2 separate regions of the Gossypium hirsutum genome follow, and region 2 is linked to region 1. Evidence: chromatin contacts called from public Hi-C data. All regions are on one chromosome and are shown on one strand. Each heading gives the region's core, a stretch centred on a gene start, on an enhancer-like site or on the middle of the called end of the contact. The rest is flanking DNA. Distances are from core to core; before and after follow the strand shown. Region 1 has its middle 23 kb from the start of LOC107916749. Region 2 holds the start of LOC107916745 (CTL-like protein DDB_G0288717).

What was found. Hi-C and Micro-C count contacts between places; a contact is called where the count stands out from the background.
Region 2: a contact with region 1 is called in a Hi-C map of leaf, with 3 times the contacts expected there. The contact joins the promoter of LOC107916745 here to the enhancer-like site in region 1. A contact is called at or near these places in 9 of 34 Hi-C or Micro-C datasets (cotyledon, fibers, leaf and 1 more).

Annotation. Positions count from the first base shown.
Region 1 is chrA01:105,987,173-105,994,192 of Gossypium_hirsutum_v2.1, reverse strand. No RefSeq gene overlaps it. Among protein-coding and RNA genes, the nearest start is that of LOC107916749, 23 kb to the right of the region's middle. Within about 2 kb of position 4,677, at least 3 of the 9 cell types and tissues checked have an H3K27ac peak or open chromatin away from gene starts, as enhancers often do. A contact at or near this core is called in leaf, where this site is marked.
Region 2 is chrA01:106,032,354-106,038,542 of Gossypium_hirsutum_v2.1, reverse strand. It overlaps LOC107916745 (CTL-like protein DDB_G0288717), which reads right to left and starts at 3,501. Exons shown (of 3, transcript XM_016846112.2): 1 at 2,249-3,501; 2 at 1,044-1,389; 3 at 516-960. The coding sequence starts at 3,321. The coding sequence ends at 700. It also overlaps the pseudogene LOC107916971.

The sequences.
Region 1 (7,020 bases), core at 3,428-5,927:
GTAGAAAAGGTATGTGATTTTTATATGCATGATTTGTATACTAATAATTTTGATAGCATGTTTCTCTTTTGCCATGTTTTTATATGAGCATATGGTGTCCGATTATATTAATTTGTATATTTTTGAATATGCTATATAATCATACATGTAACATTATGGCAAAACTGATTGGCTTTTTTTAAAATTGTGAGACATTTGTTCTACAAAATGTGGAATTCCATGCTTTCTGATTTCTGTTATTGTACAATTGCTTATCTTACATGTTTTTCATTCAGATTCTATATTTGCTTTCCATGTCACTTTGCATGAAGTTGGGATAATATGGTAAGGAGGAAGTTCTAGTAGTTTAATGATCTACACTCTCTAGTGGTGTATCCACAATTCTGTCTAGCAGCTTATCTGCAATTATTGTAGCTTGACCACACATATCTGTTTTGACAGCTTAGCTACAATATAGTGGTGTGACCACATATATTTGATCTGGTAGTTTAACTGTAACTTTGGTGGCATAGTCCACACAAGGGCGTAGCCAGGGGGCTGGCATGGGCCTCGGCCCCCCTAAAATGTAAAATTACATTTTAGGCCCTTGAAATTTTTTAAAAGTTTTAAATTGATAAAGGTAAAATTGCACTTTGGCCCCCTAAAATTATAAAAATTCGATTTAATCCTTTACAAATTATAAAAATATAAACTATAAAAAATTAAAATTTCATTCGGCCCCCCTAAAAAAATTTTCTGGCTTTGCCCCTGAGTCCACATTTATCCGTTGGTGTGTTTTGGATGGACGAGTTCTGGGGAACTCTAATTTGGTGTGTAGTGGAGTTGGGTAGGAAGTTTTTTGAAAAATCTGCATTTTGATTTCTGAAAGTATTGCATTGATATAATCATGCATGCACGATTTTGCCATGCGAGTTTGATGAGATTCTCTGCAATATTTGATTGGTTATTATGTTATTTGTGCTTTTGCTTGGGTTTAGCTATACACTGAGCGTCTTAGCTCACTCCTCTGTATTTGACTTTTTTGGATATTCAGCAAATTTAGGATCAGACGACATGCGGGAGCTCAGATTGTTTTCTCAGTTAATTTAATATGATGGTTTACGTTTTAACTTTTCTAGACTTTTGGACTGTAAACTTGTTTTTAGAATTTGTTTTTGGTTTTTGTTTTGCTTGACGACTTTTGGTATTTTAACGTAAAACTGTAAAATCATACGAATTGACAAATTGAAATTCGGTTTTCAATTAAAACTCTAAAAGTATTTCGTTGTTAAGCAAAGAAAGTGATTAAGCGATATTACTATAAAACTAAGGTTTTTGAGTACAAGGATTTTCTTAAAATATATGTGAGAGTTTTGTCAAAATTTTATACTTTTGTAAAACACACTATGTTAGACGAAATCCAAAATTTTTAAACGAGATGATGTAATTCTTCAATATCTAATCTTAATATCTAGGCCGAATTTAAAGTGTTACAATCAATACCCTATACATTAATATTTTTCAAATAAAGCATATATTGATACCTCACAACAAAAATGTATTTAAAATAAGTATGCAATAATTTATTAATTGTTCATATAATGTATATTTAGAATAAAATAAAATAAAAAGACATTTAGCATATCTATATACTTAAATAAAAAGGTCTTAAATGATTCTATCTTGACACATCTTTTTTTTCGTATGCAATATAACAATAAAAATTCAGTATTCATCCCTCTACTATGCCACCATTTAGAATTTAATTTTAGTGTTTTAATTTGAGATAATTTAATCATTTATTTTATCAATAATATTAATTATTTTAAACAGTTAACAACATGAACTATTTCGATGCTATCATGAATTTATTTCAAAATATAATTTCAACCTACACATAAAAAATTCTATTTTAGTATGATAAAGTTTGAAATAAATATTTTTAAGAAAAACTTCAATTTAAGCATTCTAAACAAAATAATTAAGAGTAGCAACTATTTGGCCTAACTAAAATTAAAAAAAACTAAATCATATTAAATTAAAGTATGGATATTAAAACTTAAATTTAAACATTGTAGAGTTGGGGAAGATCTTTGCCCCAACAAATTTTGAGAAATTTTAATTTCTCCCTTGAATTCTTTTTGAAAATTTTAATTAGGCCCCAAAATTTTTAAAAAATTTCATCTCTCCATTAGGTCTCCTCAAATGGTTGAAAATTCTCATTATACTTTTTATTTATTTTTATTTTAATTAAGCACATTTAATTTTTTTTGAAAATTCTTTTAATCTTACAAAAACTTTAAAACTTTTAATTAGGCCCTCATTTTAAAAACTTATTCTCATTAAACCCTTAATTTTTTTTAAAATTTTACTAGCACCTCCCTAAAAAAACTTAATCCTATGATTCACCATTGTAGTAGAAGTTGGTCATTTGATTTAATAAAAATTTATTTTAAAAATTATATTAATTAATAAAAATAATTTCATTATTTCAATCATAAAATATTACAATATAATTAAAATTATATAAAAAAAACTGAAGCCCAGTGTAAACAGACAACATTATAGAATGAATATGATTTCAAATTGGCGTAAGGATTTTTTTCGCTCTTCACCTTTATAAATAAAATCATTTTATTCATTCATTTAATTTTTCGTCTCTTTTAATGTTTAAATTTATATTTTTTTAAATTATTTTAAAATAAATGAAAATGTTAACGTTTGTTAACTTTAGTAGTATAGTATGCACGTGGATTGGATGACATGTCAACGTTTAATTAATTTTTAAAATTTAAAAAATATTTTTTTAATATTTTTATACTCATCTACACTAGCAAAATTTAAAAAAAAAATATTTTTTTTATCAATTTTAGGTAATTTGAAAAAAATATAAATTTAAAAGCTAAAAAATAAAAAAATAAATTAAAGAATAAAACGAATTTTTTTTATAAAATTAAAGGGAAAAAAAACCATTATACCTTTCAAAATTCAGTGCGTAGAATTATTTTTTTTCTTTAAAGAAAAAAAGGTTTTTCTGAAAATGAATTAAAACTATGGTTTTCTTTATATAAAAAGGTAAAAGTGTCCTATATCTCCATCGCATTTAATATTGAAAATCCGTACATGGTATATAAATTAATTATAATATAAAGATCTGTCAAATCAAATTTGTCAAAAGTTAAATTTAGTAAATTTAAATAATTTAATATGTCTAGATGTTAATATTGATTATAATTAAAAAAACAGTCAATATGCTTTTAATTAATAATAGTGTAAATTAGAATTTAAGATTAAAATTAATTCTTTAATGAAAATAGTAAGAAATTGTCACTTATTGACAAAATAAATGTGAATATGGAGTGTTGTTAAGATTAAAATTAATTTTTTAATAAAAATAGTGAATAATCTAATTAATGTAGGATTAAAATTATTTTTTAATGAAAATAGTGAAGAAGTGAGTTATAATAGTAATCCCTAGTTAACGTGGAATCAAAATTAACTTTTTAATTAAAATAGTTAAGAGGTAAGCTATGAGAATATTCTTTGGTCAATGTGAGAATATTTTTTAGATAATGTTGGATTGAGATAAACTATTTAATGAAAATAATGAAGAAATTGATATTGTTAGAGTAAGTGTGAACATGTTAATATGAGATTAAGAGATTAATGAAGAAATGAGGTAAGATTAAAAATTGATTGTATAAAAAGTACTGAAATGGATATGCCACATGTAAAAACAGATGGCTGGGTCTTAGAATTTATAATATAATAAAACCTCAAATTACTGTATTGTGTTATATCTATTTTGTAATTTATAATTTATAAATTTGACACATTGTTCTTTTTTATGCATGCTACAGCCTACAAAGATTTAATATAAATCTCTTACAAACATTCAAATCTATGGTATTAAAACCCTTTTAATCTATCAAAATTATAATTAAAAAAATGGCATCGACAACATCTGGGTTTCTCCAAACTTAAGAATCAGGGTTTTAATGGGCCTCATAACCTTATTTCAAGGTTTTATATATTCAAAGGTCTTAAATTGGAAAAAGAAAATGCTTTTTCTGCAAAGGGTTTCTAGAAAGCACGTGGAAATATATAAACAGCATGACAAAAGTGTTCCCTTTTTCTTTTCTTTTTTTAAATTCCAGACTCAAAATATTTTCCACCGCCCCATATTTTGGTCTAAAAGATATTTATATGTCGGTAATAATAACATGTTTATTATATTTAGAATAAGTTAAATGCAGGGTGCATTATTGTCGAAAGGGTGGTGTATAAGCAAGAAGGTTTGACCTTCATTCTCCATTTATACAAACAACTTAAAAAGGTTATCAAAGCCTTCATCTAGTTGAATTAATTAAAAGGATTTATATGATTTTACAAATCATGGAATAATAAGAGATTAAGTTGCGGATATAATAATTAAAATAGCTTTAGAGAGGAACTCAAACTTTATAAATGTTTAAAATTGTTCCAGAGGAGCGTTTGTTAAATTAATATAATTTAATTATTTTTTGAAAATAAAATATTTAATTAAATTAATACTACCTGATTTTAGTCTAATCACCCAACTTACCTATCAACTGGTATTTATTAATGAAGAACGAAAACAATTATAAGGTTACAGGTTGATTTGATTTGCATTGCTGACGTATAAGATGTAAATTGTAGGCGGTGGGCACACGGAGCCAAAAATCGCCAGGCTGCTCAGATCTTTCCTCCCGTAGAAATTCTTAGAAAGCGACTGCCAGCCCACTTAGAGCCGCCTCTTCAAAATCAACTTGCGGAAAATTTTCTGTCAAATTGACAACAACTTGTGCAAGGTTTTACGTTCAGATTTCGTCTATCTCATTTGAATTTATTTTTGTAAGCGCTTCGAATATAAATTTTAGTTAGTCAATTAAATGTAATTTTTTATTTTAATATTATATTTTGAAATTGATTTGAATGTTACCGAGTTCTTACCATATAAACCTGTGATATTTATGTATATATCACGTTAACAAATATTCATTTTTTAATTCATTTTTAAATTTTTTGACAAGTAAAGATAGGTTTAAAGGTTAAAAGACACAAAAAATTAAATAGAATGTTAAAATAATTTTTTTTATAACTGAAGGGTCAAATAAATTATTATATTTTTTTTTAATTTTCATAATATTTATAGTTATTCTATAATTTTCTAAATTTGTTATAACATTTTAATAATTTTAAGCTTAAATAATTAAAGAAAATCAATAAAACCTTATAAAACAAATATATATATAAAATCAATTAAATTCTTAATGTCAGCAAATTTCACATCAAACGTTATGTTAAATCATTTTTTCATACCAATTACCACTGAACTCAACACTTAATGGCTCATCAACAATTTTTATAATAAAAAACTATGTTTTATAGACTCAAAGCTTAATTGCTTGCTAACTTTCAATTAAAAACTTAACTAATTGTAGGTTTTAGTTAAAATTTTAATTAATTCTTAATTATTTTAAGAAAATTTTTTAGTACTTAAAGTTTTTAAAAAAATTATTTGATCACATGAAAACACAAAAAAATAAAATAAAATAGACTGAAAATAACATGAAACTTTTAATAAATATAAGTTGAAAAAAAAAATTGTGGATACAAGTAGTGTGTTCGAACAAGAACCACCACACAAAATTACATCACGTTTATTAGAATTATTTGTTGGCATGTTTTTTATTTTGTAATTATCGTTTTGTTTAAACATGCGGAAACGAATCATACGTATTTGTATTTACACATACGCTTATCATAAAAAAGAAATGGACAGTTTTGGGAGAGTCCTTCATCCAAGTAGGATTGTCTGAAGATAAAAAGTTGGACGCAATCATGAATCAGGTAGGGAGATATATGCAACACATATTTGAAGGGTTCAAGATCAAATATAATTGCTTCAACTTACAATAACAAAACATGACACTTGAAAATAAAGCTTCTAAAATTTATATAAGCAAGGTAGCATTTTATCCACTTTATATATGGAGATAATTCTGAGCTTAAGCAATCTGCTTCGATTTTATTTTATTCAAAGAGACTTACTTTTGCGGGAAAATAGAGGATTGAGATAACATAATTTTATGTTTATTTTGAGGGATTGGTATTTTATTTATTTTTGAGTGACTAGTTAACAATTCAATAAGAAAGGTTGTTAAAGGGAGAGTTCAGACTAAATGCATTAAGGTGAGGCTACAATAATGCTAGATCATTGTTTGTACTATGAGTTTATTAGTAAATTCTTTTTTGAAAAAGGCTTCGCAGACATAGTTGTGGCACCATACAATATAAATAATCCCTTATCTTCTTGTTGTGTTCTTTATTCTACTTTCTTTTGTTGCTTATTGTGTGTGAACACACAAAAGAACACATTATTGCCTTCAGCGTTTCTGTGCGCCAAAAAAAGAAAGCACATATGAGTACTACAACATTTTTAAAATTACTTCCTCTAATTAAATAATAATTAAAATAAAAAGTCATATTCAAGATTTTCAATATCCAATCATAATTGATTTAAAAATATTGTCAATTGAGTCTTAACTCGATTGACATGGGTATTGTTGCCTGTGCAAGAGGATATGGGTTCAAGTGCACTGATTATCATCCTATTTAAGGGTTGGGTAGGGGCTATTGGTAGTCCTAGATATTGTTTTAAAAAGAGAAAATATGATAAGATCCTATAATGAGATTAATGTTCAAAAAATATTAATTAAGTTAATGATTTTGATTTTCTCATCACATCAAAACAAATTTTGAGATTTAAACTCATTTACTTACTATTTTACAGTACGTAAGAAATTAAGAATCACTTGAAATTAAGTAAGAATGTAATGCACCGAAGTGCTAGAATAAATTGTATCAATACATATACGAATCTTATGGTATGTCAACTATACCCTAACTATTGTTAGCATCGTTTAATAGAGTAATTTCATTATTTCATAGTGTCAATAGTCTTAGTCTCAACTCATTATCACATGAAATGAACATATTATTTTCTCAAAATCATTA
Region 2 (6,189 bases), core at 2,252-4,751, 46 kb before region 1:
ATAGAAGAGTAGCGTTGAAATAGAAGAAAACCCGAGATTTTACTTGATTTTTAGTGCACTGCCCCCTGTTTGTGTTTATTCCGGGGACAAATTTAAGTGCTCAACACTTAACTTTTCACTTTTACCAATACACCCCTCTTGCTAGTTTTACCGCTTCATCACTTCAACTATTAACTTTTTCATTAAATTATTAATAAATTTACAATTTCTTCACTTAACCAGTGATTTATCCATTAAATTATTAGTAAATTTACAATTTTTTCACTTAAATTAATCATTCAACTATTTAAAATTTAATTTTTCATTTTACTAGATTGTTAAATTTCTTTTAAAGTCTGATTCGATGGATAAATATACATTTCAAGTCCTTATCCCCTTAATACATGCATAAAACAGGCAATGATGATCATAAAATGAAATCAACCTTTACCAAGATGAGTCTTTCTCTTCACTCTTTACTAGCCAATTTTCATTAAAAACAAACTCACTCTTGTATGAAGTAAAAAAGAGTGAAAAACATTAAAACAGTTAGATCTTTATTGAACAAGCCTAAAAATAAGTGTACAATGCAACAATTTGAATGTGATGATGGTATGCACAAATTTGCCAATAGGCCGTTAACAACCCCATACAGACACCAAAACCAAATGACAAATCAACAACACATTATTTTGAAGTTACAAACATACAAGGACATGTCTATACATCAAGTGTTCTAGATGGGTAGGATGATCGACTGTTCCTACTGATTGGTAACTGAACGTAAACATCATGAACCTCATGCTTGTACACTTCCCCTCTATCTCTATCAATTGCGTAGCAGATGTAAACAGTGTCAATCACATTGTCCAACACATGGACGAAGAATCCCAGTACCAGGATTAGCAGCACCCACGCAAGAGCCGCGACGGTGTACATGTTAACCCCTAGATCACTAACACCCTTTAAGATCGCACAGACCTGCATTTTAGGAATGTGATTGTCAGGTAATTCAAGTAAATGAAGGGGGAGAAGGATAAGAAGGAAGTGTATCGGAGACTCACTGCAATTGCATAAACTGCTGAAAGGACAAAAATAACTCCTGCTAATAAACGAGTTGATACGGTCTCCACAAAAACAGCAGAGAGTAAGTTACGTCTTAGAAGCTCGTATGTCATCCTCGCAGAGGTGCAATATGCCTCGCCAGTTATTGCCGCAAAGTTGATAGTGAACTTGTTAAGAAAGTCTATCGCAGACAGTAGGGCATTAACACAACACCGGAGAACAAGATTCACTATCCCAGGAACATCTTCTTCTCTTGCACTATCAACAGCAGCACGCACCACTCGAACAACAAAGACAAGTAATCCAGATAGACAGATGGTGCCAGAAGAAGGACCAAATGCATTTCTGCACGTTTATAGAACCAAAAGGGTTAGAAAGGTTAAATTTAACTATTCTGATAATCAATAGACATAAGGGATGCCTTGAAAGTATGTCCGTTTCGATTCTCAGTGTTGCAGATGTTTCATTAAGACATCTTTCAGAAATTACCTTACCAACACTAGGATATAGTGTTCTGGCTAGTCGACAAGAAGCTAAAAGGCTGCCTAATCTCAATCGAAAAGGACCTAATCTTAGAAAAGAAGTCAACATGCTGTATTTTGGCATGGCAATTTCAACAAAGAAACTAGAGAAGTAGCTCTCTTTTCATGGCAATCTAGCCCTCTATAGAGATGCATAAAGGAACTAAATGAATTTCATATACTAAGATAAAAATCCATCACAAGAAACACCAGAAGGCGAGGAACACACTCTCAGAGTTGTTGTTAGGAACAAGATCGTTTGACCATTCGTCACTCCATTCAATCAAATGCAAAACAATGTCGTCAAATTGAATCCACAAGTCCAAACCAAAGTGAATTGCCACCATAGTGACCTTCCATACTCAAGTACAAATACTATACTCATATACATCATGCAGCTATAAACCATACTAAAATCGATGTTATCAACTATGTGCCATTACAATTATCCTAAGGTTTATCACCAAGATCTTACTCTTTGATAATTAATCTATTTAAACAGTCTGGTATTCATAATGTAAGCATGCATCCAAAGTTCAAAGCAGTCACTCAGAAACACAAAAATATAAGTTCCAATTCAAGCTTAGTTTGAACTACCCTCACAGAGAAGCACAAATCATCTATAATAATACATTGAATGCATAGATCTTTATTCAGAAAAGCTGAAAACAGTAGGAAGTTACCTCAAAGATCTTCTTATGCTCCGGTGAGGTTTCGTATCATCTTTGGAGAAGTACCACTGAGCAATGGTGCCACTGGTAACATATACCTGAGCTTCCACCATACCGGTCAAGGACCACAACATTGTCAAAATAGCCAATGCAAAATAAGCAGGTACCCAGCTATCTTGTTTCCAAACACAAGTATACTCTCCATTCGATTCTTTAGCCACAATTTTCCCATTAAACCTAGAAAACACCAAGAACACAACAATTGACGCATAATAAGCCACCAATCCAACGGTCAACAACGGTATCACCAAAAACAACCCTAAATTCCTCGAAAGCGCATCGGAAGCAACCCCGATAATCCTCACAGTCAACTCGATCCGATGCCAATTAGCCACAATGATCCAAATAATAACCCCAACTATTAACAAAATGAAAACAAGCACCAAAATTCTATAGACCAAAGGGAAAGCATCACTACAAGAAGAGCTCAAGGTACAAGCAACGAACCAATAAACATCAAAGAAAACCGGCATGATTATAAAGAAAGGAAGCAAGACATAAACGATCTGCTTCGTGTAGTGTTTGAGTAATAAAAGCAAAAGTAAACATATGGGTACACTTAAAACTGAAGTTATCACAAGGGTCCATACTAAATACGTCCAAAGACTGGAACTTGACAACGCAAAAAATGAAGTTTCAGAGACCCATATTTGACTTGATAAAAAGGAAGTGGCTTGAACGCAAGAAGTGGAATTGGAATCGTAAGTGAAGGCCGAAACGTTGGAGTAGTTGTCGTTTCGATGGAAGATTGAGAAAATACCGAAAGCGAAAGTGCAGAGGACGAAGAGAAGGAAGAGTATGAGGAAAGGGAGGTCTTTGAAAGGTCTGGGCCCGTAATTGAAAGAGATCTGGAGGGACTGAGTTGGGTCGGATTCGGAGGGATCGGATTGAGGTGGTTCTTCGATTGGAGGAGATGGGTAGGCAGAGCTGGTGGTGGGTTTGAAGAGGAGAGGTTCGGTGGAGGAAGCGGCGTCGTATAGAGATGTGGATTTGGAAGTGGTGGTATCTTCTTCCGTGCTGCCCATCGCAGCGACGAATCAAGGGACGGAGAAAACAAAACGACCGTGGGGAGAGATGTTTTATCTGATTAGAAAGAAGAAATTTTAGGACTTATGCTTTCAATAATTATTTTTGTTTGTTTTAGTACTTTTTTGGGGATTTATTTAATTTTATATTTATTTTGGGGTGTTTGACTGTTTGTTCATGGAACGGAAGCCGAATTACTAAAACTAAGAGCTGGAGAAGAAGATGAGTGGGTTTGGACCGTTTGGTCGTGGTGGAACGGAACTGTTGAAGTGCCACGTGGAACTATTCATTACTAAAATAAATATGAGATAAATCAATTATATTCGGGTGAAATATTACTTAAAAAATGTCAAAGAAATTTTTAAAAAATTATAATTTTTCTTTTTAAAATAATTAAAGAGCATAAATAATCTTACATATTTATAATTAAATTTCAATAATATATTTTTAATTATTAGAAAAACACTAACTGAATTTAACAAGTGTACATAATGAATTAGTTGGAGTTGATGATCACATATCGGACTATGATTCATGGTATCAAAAAGCAACAATAAAGGCGTTCAAATCTTATTTATTCAGTCCATTTTTGTTTTTTCATCTTGTTAATTTTAGTATTAAAGTGGTCTCACAGGTAGGTAATTTATGACAGATTTTGTCACTCCTACATCAATCCTTTTTTTCTTCTGATCTAAGGGAACGTTTCGTTCACAATACAGATTATACCTACTAGGTGATTTCCCAGAATATAAAATTATCTTTAGTAATCTTAAAATTACTTAATACATTATCAAATATATTTTCCATTATTTTATTTAACTGAAATATAAATCTTATTATTTAAAGTATGAAAAGTATTATTAAATAATGATACACAAAATGTTATATTTTCTCAACTAAAAGTAGTACGACAGAATGTAATAAAGTAGACATGCTAAATTTTGTCAACTAATAATAATTAAGTCATCATTATGGGTTGTAAAGAATATAATTTTATATCACAAACATATATATTTCGCTCAAAATAATTATTTTAGTATTTTATTTAATTTTAACATAATTACATAAAATACCCTCAACGTTTAATATTACGATTTTTTAAAAAATTGATAAATGTGAATTAATCATCAATCAAATGATAAATCTACGAAATAGCCTATATAACATGTCACATAAGCACAATAAAACATTTTTTTCTCAACGCTTTCTCAAATTTTCTCTCTTTCACATTCAAATTCGAATTAAAAATACATATTTCAAAAAATAAAGAATAGAAATTAATAAATAACAAAAGAGGATTAAACTCACACAAAAATATTTTTGAAACAAACAAAGGAATGACAGACTCAATCTTAAAAAAATGAAAAAGGAAACATTAACGTTGAAGTAGTAGAATAAGCAAAGTTCCCTTGTCTTTCTCTGTTCAGTCTATGTGATTAACTTGTGAGCTAACTGAGTTTAGCTCAAGAGAGAAAAAGAATGAATCAGGAAGTGTTTATTTATAGCTTCGTTGCTCGAGGAGCAACGATCTTAGCTGAATACACTGGGTTCACTAGGAATTTCTCAGTAATCACAACTAAGTGTTTGCAGAAACTCACTTCTTCCAACAACAAGTTTACTTACAATTGTGATCACCATACCTTTAATTTTCTTGTTGAAGATGCTTATGGTAATTCCCAGAACTTTGATCTTTTTCTTTCTTTCTCTATTTTTTTTTCTCGATAAACAAATAGGATTGTGGAAGGTTTAAAAGCTGAATTTGGAGGTTAAAGTTAGTAGATCTAGCTAAATTAGTATAAAATAGGATGTGGGATTTGCTAGATTTTTGTTAAAACACTAGAAAGTTAGCTTCTTTTTGTTGTAAGGATTCGTTTTATTCTATTTGGCTGGTGAGAAAACTGAAGAAAATGGTGATGTGCATATAAATATATATATATATATATATGTATCTATATTATGTTTTAATGGATTTCATTAGTTTGCATGCCTTTTTGGATGTCTGCTATATGTTAGTTCATTAACAAAGATGTGTTGATTAGAAAAAAAAACTAACAACTCATGGAAGCTTTGAGAAAATCTAGAAAGAGGGAAAAAACTAAAGATGTGTTTGGAAAGAGAAAAATCTGGAAAAACGTTGACAAAAAAATGTTTTATTGTAACAACAGTTAGAGGGCAAGAGAGAAAGAAAGAAGATGAAAAAAAAATGAAAAAAAAATTGTTTTGATGACATCATCTATGACATCGTGCTTATGTGGCATGCCACATAGACTATTTCGTTAACATTTCATTTGACTGACGGTCAATTCACATTACCATTAAAATTGGACTAATTTTGAAAATGTCATAACATTAAGGGTGTCAATAAAAAAAGGTTCAGGGCTCAAACCCAAAAACTCATAAACGTTAAGGGTATTTTATGCAATTATGCCTTTAATTTTCGCTTCTTTTAGCCATTGAACTTGTTTTGTTTGCCAAAATCACCTCAAAATGGATGAACAAAATTAACATTTGTTAATTTTGTTGATATGACATACATATGTATGTCACGACATCAATAGTTAATTAATTTTTTTTAAATTAAAAAATATATATTTTTAATTATCTTTATACTTTTTAATAATGTTAATAATTTATTTTTTAGTTTTATAATTTTTTTTGAATTTGTAAATGTTAAAAAATTAGTTAATTGCACGTGACATCCACGTGTATGTCACGTCAGTAAAGTTAACATATGTTAATTTTTCTATCTATTTTGGGGTGATTTGATAAACAATATAAATTCAATGGCTAAAGAGACGCAAAATTAAGTGAATGGCTAAAATATATTTTTTTTGTAAAGTTGGTGGGCCAAATAAAATATTTGTCTT